Regions from separate parts of the Gossypium hirsutum genome. Here region 2 is linked to region 1. A link is a contact called in public Hi-C data. All regions are on one chromosome and are shown on one strand. The core of a region is the stretch at or near the end of the contact, and the rest is flanking DNA. Distances in the headings are between cores, read along the strand shown. Region 1 holds the start of LOC107892394 (DExH-box ATP-dependent RNA helicase DExH18, mitochondrial). Region 2 has its middle 74 kb from the start of LOC107939242.

Region 1 (2,796 bases), core at 184-2,683:
TTGTTGGGCCACAGTGATAAATGATCTTACGCTTCATTGCCCGTGCAAAGGGAAACCATGTATGCGGCGCTGTAAGATCTGCTGATTGAATCATACTTCGAAACTGCTTGATCTCATCAGGAAACTCTTCAATACAGAACTCCACAAATATAGGGAAAAGAAACTTAACAGCAGCATTAGATGGACCAAGTGATACCAAATATTCAGTAACATCAGCAGAACAGTTCTTAAAGAAAAAGCTACGGAACTTATGAGCAGCAGTAGGGAAAAATGACCTGCCAATGTAAATAGCAAGTGACTGATTGGCTGCCCACCCTGATCTACAGAAATAGCTGAAAACTTGCTGTAAGATCTCCCAATCTTCTCGGCACAGCTTCGCAGGCTTTTCATTATTACGAAGTTCCTGATACAATTCCACCGGATTTCGAAAGCCGACTTGCTTACAATTCACAGTTCTATCAATTCCATCCTCCTTAGAACCGTCAATGCCATCCTCCTTAGAACCGTCAATACCATCCTCATCTGAATTCTCATGGACACCATCAAAATCATTAACTCTCATAAAATCCACAATACGCTTATTCTCTTTATCATCTCCATGTTCCAACTCAACATCTTTTGAACCATATATACCATTCTCATTCAAATCATCAACATCATCCTCAACCTTATTCTCATTTTCACCATCAAAATCAACAAGTTTCACAAAATCCAAAATATGCTTACCGTGCTCATTTTTTTCCATTTCTGAATCATGCATTCCATTATCCTCCCCACCATCATCACCCCCATTTTTAATAACAGAGGAAAAAGGTCTCACATTAGCATCTCCATAGTTTCTAAATTTACCAACTAAACCAACCAAGCTAGTCGAAAACTCTCTTCGAGGCACATGGAAAGGCGGAGGGTCTGTATCCGAAACCCAGTTTTCAAATTGTCTAAAAGAATGAATATATCGATTGGATGACATAAACTTAACTCTAGAAACATTTTTCTTAGAAGTATAGATTCTAAACAGAAACGTTGCTAATCCTCTTCCCATTTAATACCCGCATAAAAGAGTAGAAACCCAACAATTTTATTTCTCCCTTTTTTTCCTGCTTAAAGCAATTAACTTTTGAAATTGCAATAAGCTAAAGGTGTTAAATTTGGTGATGGAGATTAGGGCCAAAAAAAGGGGATTTTCAATGGAACTCACCTCAAGAGGATTGAGAGACAGATAATAAGAAAGACAGAGAGGAAATGGAGGGAAAGTAGTGGAGAGAGTTAAGACACCAAAACCCTAAACCCAGAGTCGGTTTAGATTGGCGTAATTACAGAGGAAGTATGGAACTCGGGTACTAGGACTCGGTCCGATTTGAGTCCGCAGACTCGAAGTTTACTGAGCGTTCTTGCCTCTACATTAGCCCAATTTTTTGGGTAGTCAAATGAAAGCCCGCATGTTTTCTTTTTTTTTTTTCCTTTTCATATTTATTTTCAAAAATAATAAATATTATTATTCTCTATAAAATCTTTTAATATAAAATCTTTATAGCTAGTAGTATAGTACAATCCGAAAACACAATAATAACTGCTTAAAATAAAAAATACGTCCAAGAACATAATACAAAATTAGTGAAATCATATATAGGAGTCCTTAATAAATATATTTTTATATAATCGGTAAAAGTACCACAAAACTTTTATACTATATTTTGGATTACATTTTAATTTATTTATTGAAAAATAGGTAAGTTAGTTCCTGAAGTGAGTAAAACAACTCATACGTTATATATACGATATAATAATAATTTTAGTCATCAACTTTCACACATTTATTCAATTCAACCCCTACTCTTTTATTGGAAGTAAATTAAAAATTCTTAAAACTAATAAAGCTAAAGGGACAAAAAGTCATTAGTAACAAATTTAAAAAATCAATTAAGGCCTTTAAATTTTAATAATAATTAAAAATCATATATAAAAGAAGTTATAAAATTTTTAAATTTATAAAATTTTTATTAAAAAAATAATATCGACCCATTAAAATTTAGTAGTTATAAAAAAAAATTTTAAAATGACCTACTCTTTTATTGGTCAGTATTGTTATTTTATAATAAAATTTTATAATTTTATAATTTTATAATTTTATAACTTTTTTTATTCTGTTTATGTTTTTATAATTATTAAATTTTAAAAGAGCTTTTTTTTTTTTGTTACTAAGGCCTTTTTGACCCTTTAGCGTTATTAGTTTCAAAAATTTCTAATTTACTTTCAATAAAAAAGTAAGAGTCAAATTGAATAAATGTGTAAAGGTTGAAGGCTAAATTTGTTATTATACATTATATATAAACACAATTCAATTTTTGTCACCCATCTAATGTACATGGTAAATTTGGGATAGTAAGAGGGTTTTGTGGTACTTTTTACCGGTGGATGCTTGACTAATTGCCTATTTTTAGTGGTATAAGAATGGAGAGAGTAAATGGCTGAGTTTTGCAAATTTCCAAACCAACTTATCATGTTCCTAGTGAGATGAGACTACTCCACACATCTCTGTTGAGATTATTTTGAAGTTCCAAGCTAGACCACAATGTGCTTGATTTCATGAAGTTAAATAAGTCTGAGGTTATCATCTAGCATAGCTAATGGGCAGTTTAGTTTAATTTCAAAATAATATTGCTAACCATAAACATGGAAAACACAATGAAAGACGTGAACTGGTAATATGTGTGTACCTCTTGCTATATATTTTCACAAGTATATAATCCTTCATAAAACATGGAAAATTGGCAAACTGTAATAGTTTCAAGATTC
Region 2 (2,796 bases), core at 86-2,585, 160 kb before region 1:
AGTCCCGCTTGAGCTAAAAGTGTAAGCCCCATTTCCACAATGTGACGGTGTTTACGCTCGACGACACCATTTTGCTCAGAAGTATGCGGACACGAAACACGATGAACAATACCTTGGGATGCCAAAACCAAAGCCAACACTCGATACTCACCACCCCAGTAGCTCTGGAGCTGCTTGATGGTCTTGCCAAACTGAGTGTGAATAAGTTTCTGAAACTGCATGAAGCAGGTCATAACTTGAGACTTTTGCCGAATTAGATATACCAAAGTAAATCGAGAACTCATGTCGATGAATGACACATAGTACCACTTGTTACTAGAAGAAACCGAAGCAGGTCCCCATACATCAGATACAACTAACGAAAAGGGATCAGTGTATTTAGTATTGGAAGTTGAAAAAGGCAACTTATGAAACTTTCCCTTTTTACAAGCAGTACAAACATCGCTAGTCCCAATTTTATTCATATAAATATGACACTTATGTAAAATATTTTTAACAACAGTTGACGACGGATGTCCAAGGCGCTTGTGCCATAACGAAAACAACTCACTGTCGGCAGTCGAATTGGAACATTCTACCTGAGCAGCAGACATATAAGAGACACTATCTGGCATAGAAAACCGGTATAGCCTATTATGAATATGCCCCGTCAGCAAAACCTCCTGTGTCACGCTATCCTTAATCACACAATAAGTAGAGTGAAACTCAAAAAACACCCCATTATCAGTTGCAAATTGTGATACTGACAACAGATTTTTCCGAATGGCTGGGACACATAAAACATTAGATAGCCGAAGCAACCTAGACCGTGTCGGCAAAACACTTTGACCAATGGACGATATCAGTGCGAGCGATCCATCACCCATTAAAATAGAAGACGTACCTGAATAAGGAGCGGCATTATGCAGAGCTGACGGATCCCGACAAACATGATTGCTAGCTCCTGAATCAGGATACCAGGATGACGTCCCAACTGGTCCAGGAACCGGTGAGTCAAACTCGTCTTCACTCACTCTATGTCTATCAGAATTAATATGAGAGCTAGATATTGACAGATCCGAGTAGTCAGACGCATGTATATCTCCTAGTTTAGGAAGCCCAAAACACGGATTTGAAGCTGAGAACACGCGCGCACGCGGCTTGGTATGCCACGGGACTAGAATATGACCGGTCGGGTTAGCTGGATCGAGCTGCACATTATTCACAAATGGATTTGTGGGAAATGGAGGAGGAACATTCTGCCCAACATTCGGCCCAAGATGAGAAGGCAGTCCAAATCTGCCATTAGCACCATCAGCTGGCCCACCAGTGTGCGGCCTAGGATTGGGAGGCCTGAAACCACGCCATTCATCACGCCATCCATGTGGCCCAACATTCGCGCCTCCACGCTGCTCATTAAACCCCGCTTCAGCACACACATTTTGACAAAAACCAACTGCATTTTGACCAGCCCCAAAACAATTTTGACCAGTAGCACAATTAATTTGACTATTCGTATAGCAATTTTGACCAATGTTTGAAAACTTAGGTCTGGTGTTTGGTTGAGGGGGCCAGCCACTTTCATCTGAATCACGGTGGTTCGGCACTGGATTTTACATCGGAGGTTGCACCAGAGACAAGTCATCACGGTGGTATCGGTAATAACATTTCTGAGCCACGTGACCAAATCGTGAATAGATCTGGAACTGAAGGCGCGGCCTAAAGATCCTACCTCGGCCACGCACCCCTGATCGTCCTCATCGCGATGACCCGTCCATGGACACGTCTTCCACCAGGTTTGCAGCATAAACAACCTCTTGACTTGGTTGACCATGTCGATTTTCGCACTCGATAAGGGCGTCCACCAGACGCTGAAATGGCAATGGCGTCGAAGACAATGAAGCCGACGATACAACACCCTCAAACTCGGACGGTAGCCCCCCAAGAAGCACCGCCGTCCTCTCCGCCATTGAGATGGAGGTTCCAGACGCCTCCAATAGAGCACACACACTTTTTAGTTTCGCAACATAGTCACGAATCGACATGTTCCCTTTCTTGAGAGAGTGAAGTTCATGTCGCAACCGTGACTGCCTCTGATCGGAATCAGCCTCGAACATTGCCAACGCCGTAGTCCAAACATCCGACACCGATTGAACATCTATGAACAAAGAAAGAATTGATGAACTGATGGTGGATAGGAACCAAGAAGTGAGAATGTTATCCTGTTGCTGAAACACAGATGCCACTAGATTGACCACAAGCGCACCATCTGGTGCTTGCACAAACTTGGACGGCACAGCAATAGATCCATCGAGAAAACCAAACAAATCATAGCCATTAACAACGAAACGCACCTGTTGTTTCCATTGAAGAAACGTTCCTTCATCAAGCTTCAACTTCATGCCTAGGAAATGAATTCACCACACGATCAGTAGCAAAGACCGAGCCATGCACTTCAGCAGAGTCCGACGCAGCAGAGTTTGTTGTAGCCATGATCAAGAACCCCTAGTGACTGATACCATGAAGAAATCAAGGTAACTTTGAGAAATTTTACTGAAACAAAATGTTTTCTTATGAATTTAGACTGTTTACTTGCTTCAATACAAAGTCATACATTTGTTTTTATAGGCACAGCTCACTTGCTTTCTTTAACAAACTAGCTAACCTTTCAACCTTCACTAACTACCTCTCTAACCATTTTATTATCTTTAGCAAGTACTTCTACAAATGGCTACTTATGTAGAGAGAGATGATTGATGCTACTGGTGGAGGAATCTTGATTAATATGACTTTTCAAGATGAACAAGACTTAATCTC

The links. A called contact is a pair of places that touch in the nucleus more often than the background predicts.
Region 2: a Hi-C map of leaf shows a contact between it and region 1, with 2.5 times the contacts expected there. The contact joins the enhancer-like site here to the promoter of LOC107892394 in region 1. A contact is called at or near these places in 6 of 34 Hi-C or Micro-C datasets (callus and leaf).

What each region holds. Positions count from the first base shown.
Region 1 is chrD09:4,281,854-4,284,649 of Gossypium_hirsutum_v2.1, reverse strand. LOC107892394 (DExH-box ATP-dependent RNA helicase DExH18, mitochondrial) reads right to left here and starts at 1,433. Exons shown (of 4, transcript XR_001682608.2): 1 at 1-1,433. LOC107892392 (protease Do-like 8, chloroplastic) reads right to left here. Exons shown (of 13, transcript XM_016817470.2): 13 at 2,696-2,796.
Region 2 is chrD09:4,440,625-4,443,420 of Gossypium_hirsutum_v2.1, reverse strand. No RefSeq gene overlaps it. Among protein-coding and RNA genes, the nearest start is that of LOC107939242, 74 kb to the right of the region's middle. Within about 2 kb of position 1,335, at least 8 of the 9 cell types and tissues checked have an H3K27ac peak or open chromatin away from gene starts, as enhancers often do. A contact at or near this core is called in leaf, where this site is marked.